Linked DNA regions of Gossypium hirsutum: region 1 is linked to region 2. Evidence: chromatin contacts called from public Hi-C data. All regions are on one chromosome and are shown on one strand. Each heading gives the region's core, a stretch centred on a gene start, on an enhancer-like site or on the middle of the called end of the contact. The rest is flanking DNA. Distances are from core to core; before and after follow the strand shown. Region 1 holds the start of LOC107952934. Region 2 holds the start of LOC107952924.

Region 1 (4,822 bases), core at 893-3,392, 270 kb before region 2:
TCCTAACAGGCAGAGTTACCAAACTTTATCAAGTGGTTGAAACTTCCACCAATAATCCAAAAACCATAGTTTCCAGTTTAGCAAAGAAGAAGATAATATTTAAATATTTAATAAAGCTAAAGGGTAGAACGAAAGGAAGAAAAACATCCACACGTTCCCTTCTTACCACATATATATAATACCTCTTAGTGGATCTTGACAAGTGTAAAATACATACATAAATTGTCCCTTTAATATCCTACAAAAATCAAAGAGAGTATATAAAAAAGATTCGATGATAATACTATTTGACTAGTCAATCTATTCAGTTGACTCCTAACCAATCACATTACAGAACCCATCTTGCACATCTTTCGAGCACACTTGGTGTACCATACCTATGGCGATAACTCGTAAATGGCGTGGCCTTAAAGATACCTTAGCCTTTTATAGTTTTAACATACTTAGTAGGCATGTCATGCTCAACGAACATTCTGAAGTGTACTCTTCGCTTGTCATATTATTTCTTCAATTGAGAATAAGTCCTTAGATACTTCTATGGACGAATACTATATGTGCCAAACATCAATTCATTATAAGCTTGTGAATTGATAGACTAACTACCATAGTACGCCAAACCGACAACTTCACATCTACGTGCTTTCTTCTCGGATCCGCCAAATTTGAGGTGTAACACATTTAGTACTTAAACTTGACACTTTTTCTTAATTTGGTACCTAAATTTCTTTTCTTTTTTCTTTTTGGTCCAATTCAATATTTGGACTTGACATTTTTTTCCTAATTTGGTACCTAAGCTTTTTTCTCAATTTGTACCTAAACTTGTCAAACATTATACAAATTGCTCCAATATGCTAATAATGTTTTTTTTATAAGGTAGCAAAAATAACCAGTGTATGATTGACATGTGACAGATGACATGATTTTGTTCTAAATGTTCATTTACATTTAGTTCAATTTATTTAATTTATTTTAATGTTTTAATTTAACATAATGAATTTATTTTATTTTGGGGGGTTTTAAAACTCTTATTTTTCTTCTTCAATATTCATTTGTTAAGCATAACTCAAAGTAGCTTTTTTAACACAAATTTCCTCTATTTTTGATAATATTTTTATAGAATTGAGGGCTTTATAAAGATCAAGTCTCTTGAATCATTTCTGCCATTAACAGTCAAATTATTCTATGTCTTTATGAAAAGTAAAATTTTAATGAAACAAAGAAAACTCCAGATAAATGTAATAGTTCCTACCATTAAATTTCATGTCATTTGCTACATGTTGGTTATACACTAGCTACTTTTTTCCCCTTATAAAAATTGATACAATTAGTGTTTTGGATAATTTGTATAATATTTGATTAGTTCAAATACCAAATTGGACAAAAAAAAATTTAGGTATCAAACCAAGAAAAAATGTCAAGTTTGGGTACTAAAGGTTAGATTAAGCCTTATCTTATTCATAAATAATAAAAGGTTAATATACTGTTTGATACATAAATTTAGCTTCAATGTTCAATTCGGTATTTGAGTTTTTTGTCCCAATTTGGTACTTAAGTTTGACTTCAAAGTTCACTTTGGTACTTGAGTTTTTCTTTGTCCCATTTAAGTACCTAAGTTTGGTTTCAGTGTTTAATTAGGTGCTTGAGCTTTATTTTTTTGTCCTAATTAAGTACCCGTGTTTTTTTTTTACTAAAGTATACGTGTCAAACATTCATTGGGTTGTTTGGTCTAGGTACCAAATTGAAACAAAAATCTTAGATTTCAAATTAAATATTGAAACCAATCTCAAGTACCAAATAATATATTACCCCAATAATATAATATCTATACATTTGAGCATTCTCAAATTAAAATACTTTGAAATTTGAAATCAATTCAAAATTTAAGCATGGTGACAATGCAATTAACCCTAAAAAGAATTTATAATGCTTAAAGCCAGGTCCTTATGAGGTCCGTAAATCCCCAAAACCTGGCCTGCTTCCAGCCATGGGCTCGTACAGTTGTGAAAAGGCGAAAAGTTGGTCGACAAGCACAACAAAATACCGAAGCCCATTTACAAGCACAATGTCTCTATTTGCGAACCAGACTCAGCTGATCCTCGATCCTGGACCTTCCATTTGCCTCAGGTAACCCAAATATTCGTTCCTCTTTCGCTCTCAATCCTCGCCACTAAATTTTACTTCTTAAATTTCATTTTCTTTTGAAATATTTCAATCTTCTTACTGATCTAATTGCTTTACCGGTTAGACTTGTAAGAGTTTTCGATAGATCCGTCGAGTAAATTAAGAAAAAATGGGAGGAGCAGAACATGGAGGGCATGGAGCAGAGGATTTCAGGACGAAGGTGTGGAGCATGTCTGGTGGCCCATATTGCCGGCCCAAGCACTGGCGTCGCAATACTGCGATTGCTATGTTCGGCGTTTTCCTCATTTGTATCCCGATCGCCATGAAATCCGCCGAGCTCGAGGTGCTTAAGTCCCCATCTTTCCTCACTTTATTACTGTTTTTGATTGCTATTTAGAACGTATATTGCCCTAATTATATGAATTGCTAACTGCTAAGTGCTAAGTCTAGGTTTAACCCTTTTGAAAATCTAAAGATTTCGAACAATATAAAGTATTCATGCTAAGATTTCTGTTATGCATTTGCTGGATCCTAATGGAAATTGTATTATAGTTGGTCAGTACTAGTAGAGTCTTAATGCATATCATTTGGAATTAGATAGAAGGGATTGGTAAGGTGAGGCCTTAAATTAAATAGTTCGGTTTTAGTTTGTTTTGATATAAATGTTGGTTGAAGGTGAAACTTGAAATTTTATAAATAAATGAAGAGTAATTACTTACTATTCAGATACTTAGTTGAATGTTAGCTAGGTGTATATCACGGTCCTCTAATTATTATTTTCTACACTGTAGTCACAAAGCAAATGCTTTAGAAAGTTTTGAAGTCCATAAAAATTGCTGTCAGTTTCATAATAACCCATCAATGTTGTGCAAAAAATTGTTTTCCTTAGTAGCTGCTGGCTGCGTACTTTTATTCATAATGATGCAAGATTGCGGTTTGTTATTTTCTCAACTGGTAACTTGTAGTTTATTTCCTCTGTGGCATATATTCCCTGATCTTGTACGGGCAATATTGCAATGTTAGGATGTCAATTATCGTTCGCTACATGTTGAAGTGTCACTTCATCAAATGATTGAAAAGCCTGTAACCACGTCTTATCTCCTTTAAGCGGCCGCAATTTCATTATATCCGTGCTATGCTAAATTCTATTATTTCTAGTGGCATCTAGCTTTGCACTTATTCATTATTGAATCCCAATCTTCAAATGTTTGCCATTTTATGTAATAATCTAAGATTGCAGCTTCTTATTTTCTCATCTGTAAACTTGAAGTTGAATTCCTCCATAGCATTTACTCTCTAATCTTGTACTGGCAATACACCAATGTTAGAACTTAGAAGGCCTACTGTCCATCTTCATTCCGAGATGGTCAATTTATCATTCGCTAAATGTCACATTGTCACTTCATCCAATGATTGAAGCCTACCTCATTTTTATTGTTTTTATATGCATTTCTTATCTCCTTAAGTGGCTGCAGTTTCATTGTAACCCATTGATGCTATGCAAAATTCTACTTTCTCTAGTAGCTGCTAGCTTTGTACTTATTCATTATTGAATGCCGATCTTCTATTTACCAGTTTATGTAATAATCTAAGATTGCAGCTTCTTATTTTCTCATTTGTAAACTTGAAGTTAAATTCCTTCATGGCATTTACTCTCTAATCTTCTACTGGCAATGCACCAATTTAGAACTTAGAAGGTCAAGTGTCCATATGGCTTCCTTCCAAGGTGGTCAATTTATCATTTGCTAAATGGCACATTGTCACTTCATCAAATGATTGAAGCTCTTATCCTCATTTCTATTGCTTCTATATGCACTTCTTATCTCCTTAAGTGGCCACAGTTTCATTATAACCCATTGATGCTATGCAAAATTCTACTTTTTCTAGTAGCTGCTAGCTTTGCACTTATTCCTTAGTGAATGCCAATCTTCAAGTGTTCACCAGTTTATGTAATAATCTAAGGTTGCAGCTTCTTATTTTCTTGTCTGAAACTTGAAGTTGAATTCCTCCATAGCATTTACTCTCTAACATTGTACGGGCAATTCACCAATGTTGGAACTTAGAAGGTCAACTGTCCATATGACTTCATTTCAAGATGGTCAATTTAACATTCGCTAAGTGTTGCATTGTCACTTCATCAAATGATTGAAGCCCATATCCTCATTTTATTGCTTTGCATGCACTTCTTATCTCCTTAAGCAGCTGCATTTTCAACTAACCAAAACTCTGACTGGAGACAAATTGTTGCTTTTCTAACACCCAAGTTTCTACTCAATAGTAGAATGTAAATGAACGTAGCCATGATATCTACTAATTTTTGGTTAACTTCTTCAAAACTTGTACATCTTTATTTATCAGACAGCTTATATTCCCATGATACATTTAGCTAAAAGGTCATCTTTCTTGCAGCAAAGGCCTCATCAGCCCGTTCGTCCAATTCCTTCACAGCTGTGGTGCAAGAACTTTGGAAACAAAGATTATAGATGAAGCAGCAATGATAGTTCAGACAAACCTACGGGTGGCAGTTCAGTTGTGTATTTGCAGTGGATTTGGTAACATGCCCTATGATTTGAATTTGAGACTCTGATCGGTTTAGATTTCTATATGATCAATAAGTTGTGACCGTAACTTTGCCGGTCACCTTCACAAAATCTTAAAACTGGCTTTTGTAAGTGTTTCATGTTTTTGTTATGGTAAAGAA
Region 2 (5,415 bases), core at 2,066-4,565:
TTTTTAATTTGCTATGTTTGTTGTTTAAAATTTGTTTAAATTCATGTTTTTACTTACTTATTATGATAATATGTTATATTGTATGTTATTCCATAATGTAAATATGCTCATTCATGCATCAATTTAAAAAACGAGACTCTAAAGTTTTCAAAAATAAAAAGGTAATGCTTGGTGTTTGGAAACTTCGAGAAAAGTAGTGCCCTAACTTATTGGGTTGCAATTTTTCTCGTTGAGTTCGAATAGTCAAATACCCTTCTAAACTTTTAAAATTTTCAAAATACAAGCAACTATATTGGAATTTCAAAGCGTTGTGTCCTAACTTACTGGATGTGGCGTTTTGACGTTTCGAGATAGGAATTTTCAAAAAGGCTAAATTAGTGCCAAATATCCTAAAAATATGGTGTCCTAACTTATTGGATGAAATATTTTGATTTATTTGATATAAGTGAACCCTAATTTTCAAAACAAAAAATCAAAAATATTAAGAGAGGATTGCATCTTAAAATTTCTAATTTCCGACCTTAAAGACATTTGATAATTAATTAGGTACCAATTATTGGGCGATACGAGGGTGCTAATCCTTCCTCGTACGTAACCGACTCCCGAACCCGTTCTTTTTATTTCGTAGACCAAAACTAATGATTTTAAAACAAAATGTTTTAAAGGTGATCCAATCACACCTAAAAAGATTGGTGGCGACTCCCGTTTTCGTTTTTAAAGTTGATTCCCATTTTCAAAAACTCAATTTAAAAATGGTCTCGACAACAAGAATATGATAATTTTGTTTAATAACATTTATGAGATATATTTGCAGTTGAAAATGATGATGTGTATTTTGAAAATTATTTGAAAGTAAAATGGTATTTCTATAATGAATTGAAAAGTGTATGTATAGTGAAATTAGAGAAAATGACTAAATTGCAAAGAGGGTAAAAGTTAGGTAGGTGAAATAGATATTGATATGAAGTAATTAAGTGAAGTGTTGAATGTTGACAAAATAGATGTTAAGTGAAATTTGATGAATGGTTGATTCTATATGGAGAATGGCTAATTTGTAAAAATAGTAAAATTTGAATTGTCTTCTATGTTAAGAAAATGTAAATAAATTAGATATTTTAAATGCCCAAGTAGACAAAATGAGAACTAGTAGGATATAAATGACATGCCATTAGAAAAATTTCAATGCGCGCAAGTGATTGTGGCCCTATGGTGCAAGTGATAACGGCACTACGTTGCAAGTGTTTGTGGAACTTCAGTGCAAAGTGACATCCGTACATCCGTGCAAATAATAGTGACACTCCGGTGCAAATTACCAACAATTCCGCATATCATATATGTTCTATTGAGTTTACATTTGTGCAATAGAATTACAAGATAAGTGAACTTAAAAATGACATTGGTAAGTAGCTTGTCACTTGTTGAATTGGTACCTTACTATAGTTATTATTGAAACAAATTGTGTATGATGATAGTGATTCATGATAGTTATATATATATATGTTTATATATGTGTATGTGTAATGAATTAATTTCAAATGCAAAGTTTAATTCTTGATATGCAACTAAGCTCTCGTGAACTTAACGTATTTCTTTCAAATGCATAGGTAAAGATCTTTTGAAGCTTTAGAGTGAAGATCGATTCCAACTCATCTCATCACAATTCAAGCTTGGAAGAGTGTATGAATTCTAAATTTTTGGCTATAGCTTTTGGCATGTACATAGGAATATGTTAAGTATGTTTGTGGATGAATTCAATGGAAGAAATTGATGGTTTTTTATTTTCTTTGTAAATTTTGTATCAGGAACATGTTTGATGTTGTTTTAAGTTGAATGTTGAATTGGGTAATGTTTAAGGTTGGAATTTGGCATAAAAGAATGTTATGTTGGTTGAATTGGTTGATAGGAGCAATGTTGTGGAGTTATGAATAAAAATTGCATAAGTGATAGAGAGTAAAATGCTTAAGTTTTCAAAGTGCAGGATTGAGATCGCGAGTGGTACCATTGTGAGGTCGTGATGAGCTCAATTCAAAGAGTGACATTGTGACATGGAATCCATTAAGTTGCAACAAACACTTGATAGTTTGAACTTTACAATTTGGTCCCTAAACGACCTTCGTTCACCTTGGGAGCTTTCGTAATCTCATTTTAAGCTCAAATAAATGTCTAAACCATATTTTAAGCTTAACAACTTGAATTAAAAAAATGTTAAATTGATTTGGAGTGGTCGTAGTTACTTTGGTAATGAATGTGACATCTCAATATCATGACTCGACAAACGGGTCGGGTAAGGGGTGTTACAAATTGAACTGATTTTTTTAGCTTGGTTTGACAAGTCCGTAGCTGTTCGCGAGTCAACTAGTTTTTTTTTATCTCTCATCGGACTAGTACTCTAGCCGGTTCTTGGTCCAACCGATTTAGTTTGGTTAAGATAACATTGGATTTTTATATCATTTTTTTTTTATTTTTGAAATTTAAAGAGTTCTTATTTTTCATATTTTTTAAAAAAAAATATAAAATTTGCTAAATTTTTATTTTTTTAATGTGAAAAAATATTTTTTTCAAAAAAAATTGCATACTTTTAAAGGGTAATGACCAAATTGACAAAAACTGTAAATGTTGAGGGCTGAAATAGTTTAAAATTTTTAAAAATCAGTTGACCCACGAACTGACACAAACAATTTAAACCTGGTTAAAAAATCAATTGAATCGATTTTTATATTTTTTTAAATATTTTTATTTTTAATAATTTATTTGCTTTGAATTGGTCGAACTGGTAGTTGGAAACCAATCAGAGATCAATTCAAAATTGGTTTAACTGTTGATTTAATTGATTGTTAACTTGGTTTAACCAGCCTGTATAGACTCATAAGTTAATTGATTCTCAATGTAATCGATCAATTTAGATAACAATGAACTTTGGAAATTTTATATTCTTAAAATATTTTTCTTTTTTTTTAATTTAAAGAGTTTTTATTTTTTATAATTTTTTAAAATAAAAAAACTATAATTTTTAAAGTTTTAAGTTTTTATTTAAAATATGGAAAAATATATTTTTAAAATTTTATGTACTTTTAAAGGGCAAAGGTTAAATTGACAAAAAAAACTATAAATATTGAGAGTTTAAAAATTATTCTACCTTTGACACCGTTAACTTTAAGTTATTCTACCTTTAACACTGTTAACTTTAACGAAAAAATTAAATAGAGGAACCAAAATTTTTAAATTAAAAAAGTATGAAAACTTAATCTACTAAAATTAAAATATAAAAACTAAATTTTAAATTAAAAAAAGTTACAGAAATCTTTTGCACATTTAAACCTTTAAGGCATGTTTGGTTCGAAAGAATGGCTACTCTATTCCGTCTCTGCTCCATGAGCTACAGTGCACATTTGTTTGATTGAAATTTGACCGCCGAATCGCTATTGTGTGCGGGCTCTATTATGCGTAAACACTGCATATTGATTCAGAGGTCGGGCTCTGAATGCCTATTCAACGCCTCTCCTAATAGTTTTTTTATTTTATTTTATTTTATTTTTTTATTTCAGACAAAAATCTCCTCCCACTTCCACTCATCATTCAGACGAAAATGTTCTTGGGTTTTCCATAAAATGCATAGAAGACTCTCTTCTTGGATTTTGGGTGTGGCGAATTTGCGTGTGGTGGAACATATGGAGAAATAGATGTCGAAGGCGAAGCTTTCCAAAGAAATGCGCATGTCTCCCACCGTGCAGCCTAGCGATTGTGGGAATGGCGAGGCTCCGATCAATTATCAGCGATTGTTGTTAGTCTTCTTCCCTTCGCTGTTTTAAAGTTTTGCTTAATAGTCCTCAAGTTTTCGAGAAAATATTTGGGGATGAAGCAATCATGGATATTATCGGTTCTCTTGAATGTAAGTACTATATTGTTTGTTCGTGGATTTATTATTGGTGACTATTGTTGATTGAATTCAATGTCAAATTTGAAAATTTACTTATATTATTGGCACGATACTTCTTTATGCAAATAACCATTATATTTTGGGATTTTCTGAGAGTTCCTATGTTTCCTGTTTGTTTGCTTTCTCTTTTCAAGTGCATGGTTGTTTGTGTTATTTTTTAATTCAATTTCTAAATTATGGTCTTAGGGTTAGGAGAGCTGCAATTCAAATTCTAGAGTAGACTCTTTGATTACACAGATTGAGACAAAGCTTGAGTTCGATGTTTTTTTTTTTTTTTTGAATACCCTTGTTCTTCAATTTCTTTTTCTTTTTCTTTTGGTTTGCAGTTGAATCGTTCAAGTGCCGTATCTGCAAATACACCCTCCAAAATTTGTCATACTTTTCCTGGAAATGGAAGATGTCAAAGGTTAAGTTTCAAGACCAAAGCTGCGGGTTCAGTTGAAGGAAATGTACTTGACAAAGAATCAGCTAGTATCAGTGACAAGATAGGTAACTGCTTGCTGTCTCATTAGATATCTGATTTCAGGGAAAACTGTTTTGGAAGCCATGGTTTCTCTTAAACTATTTAGAGCTGAAATATGGAGAATGAAACTGGCATCAGTCCTAACCCTGTTATAATTCATCTGGCTTTTGAAGCATCTTTGAATTTTTTTTATTATTTAAAATCATCAAAGGAAATTAACATGTCATCTGTATTTCATTCCTAATTTGTTTATAACACAAGATGAATGTAAAATCTCTCTTTGGGTTATTTTGATGAGAATTGAATCCAAAACGCAGTTGCCTTGGTGCCGTAGTTCATAGTTTGCCACATTATGATGGACTTTACAGGAAAAATAAAGTGTATATTAATATTTGTTGCTTTCTCCTATATTTGATGCTTCTTCAATTTTGGATGGAATTACATTTAAGTATTGTCATTGATGTAGATTATGGAGTTGTTGGTATTCACCATGTTGGAATTCTATGTGAAAACCTTGAAAGATCGCTTGAATTTTATTAGAATATTTTAGGTATGTAATCTCTTTTCTATACTCATATTATAGATATTGATTTATTTTTGCAAGAAAGAAAGAGAGAAACTGAGCGTCTGCTTCTAAATGTTAAATTAGGTCTTGGAATAAATGAGGCTAGGCCACATGATAAGCTTCCATACAGAGGTGTTTGGTTGTGGGTGGGTTCTGAAATGATACATTTGATGAAACTTCCAAATCCAGAGCCCTTAATCAGAAGACCTGAACATGGAGGTCGAGACCGTCATGCCTGTATTTCAATTCGTGATGTATCTAAGCTGCAAGCAATCCTTGACAAAGCCGGTAAAATCTTTTTTTCCTTATTCCAGAGTCATCCATGTCAAGCAATATCCCATTGTTTGTTAATAATTTGCCTTGATGGCAGATTCTCATGCAATTCTGTAGGTTATAATTTGCCTTGTTTGCTTTCTCTTTGTTGTTTTTTCTCTGCTTATTTTTATTTGA

Evidence for each region. A called contact is a pair of places that touch in the nucleus more often than the background predicts.
Region 1: a Hi-C map of leaf shows a contact between it and region 2, with 1.9 times the contacts expected there. The contact joins the promoter of LOC107952934 here to the promoter of LOC107952924 in region 2. A contact is called at or near these places in 4 of 34 Hi-C or Micro-C datasets (callus, leaf and seedling).

The regions. Positions count from the first base shown.
Region 1 is chrA07:33,932,487-33,937,308 of Gossypium_hirsutum_v2.1, reverse strand. It overlaps LOC107952934, which reads left to right and starts at 2,142. Exons shown (of 2, transcript XM_016888140.2): 1 at 2,142-2,464; 2 at 4,531-4,822. The coding sequence starts at 2,291. The coding sequence ends at 4,608.
Region 2 is chrA07:33,664,193-33,669,607 of Gossypium_hirsutum_v2.1, reverse strand. It overlaps LOC107952924, which reads left to right and starts at 3,315. Exons shown (of 5, transcript XM_016888130.2): 1 at 3,315-3,469; 2 at 3,546-3,889; 3 at 4,264-4,426; 4 at 5,050-5,253. The coding sequence starts at 3,854.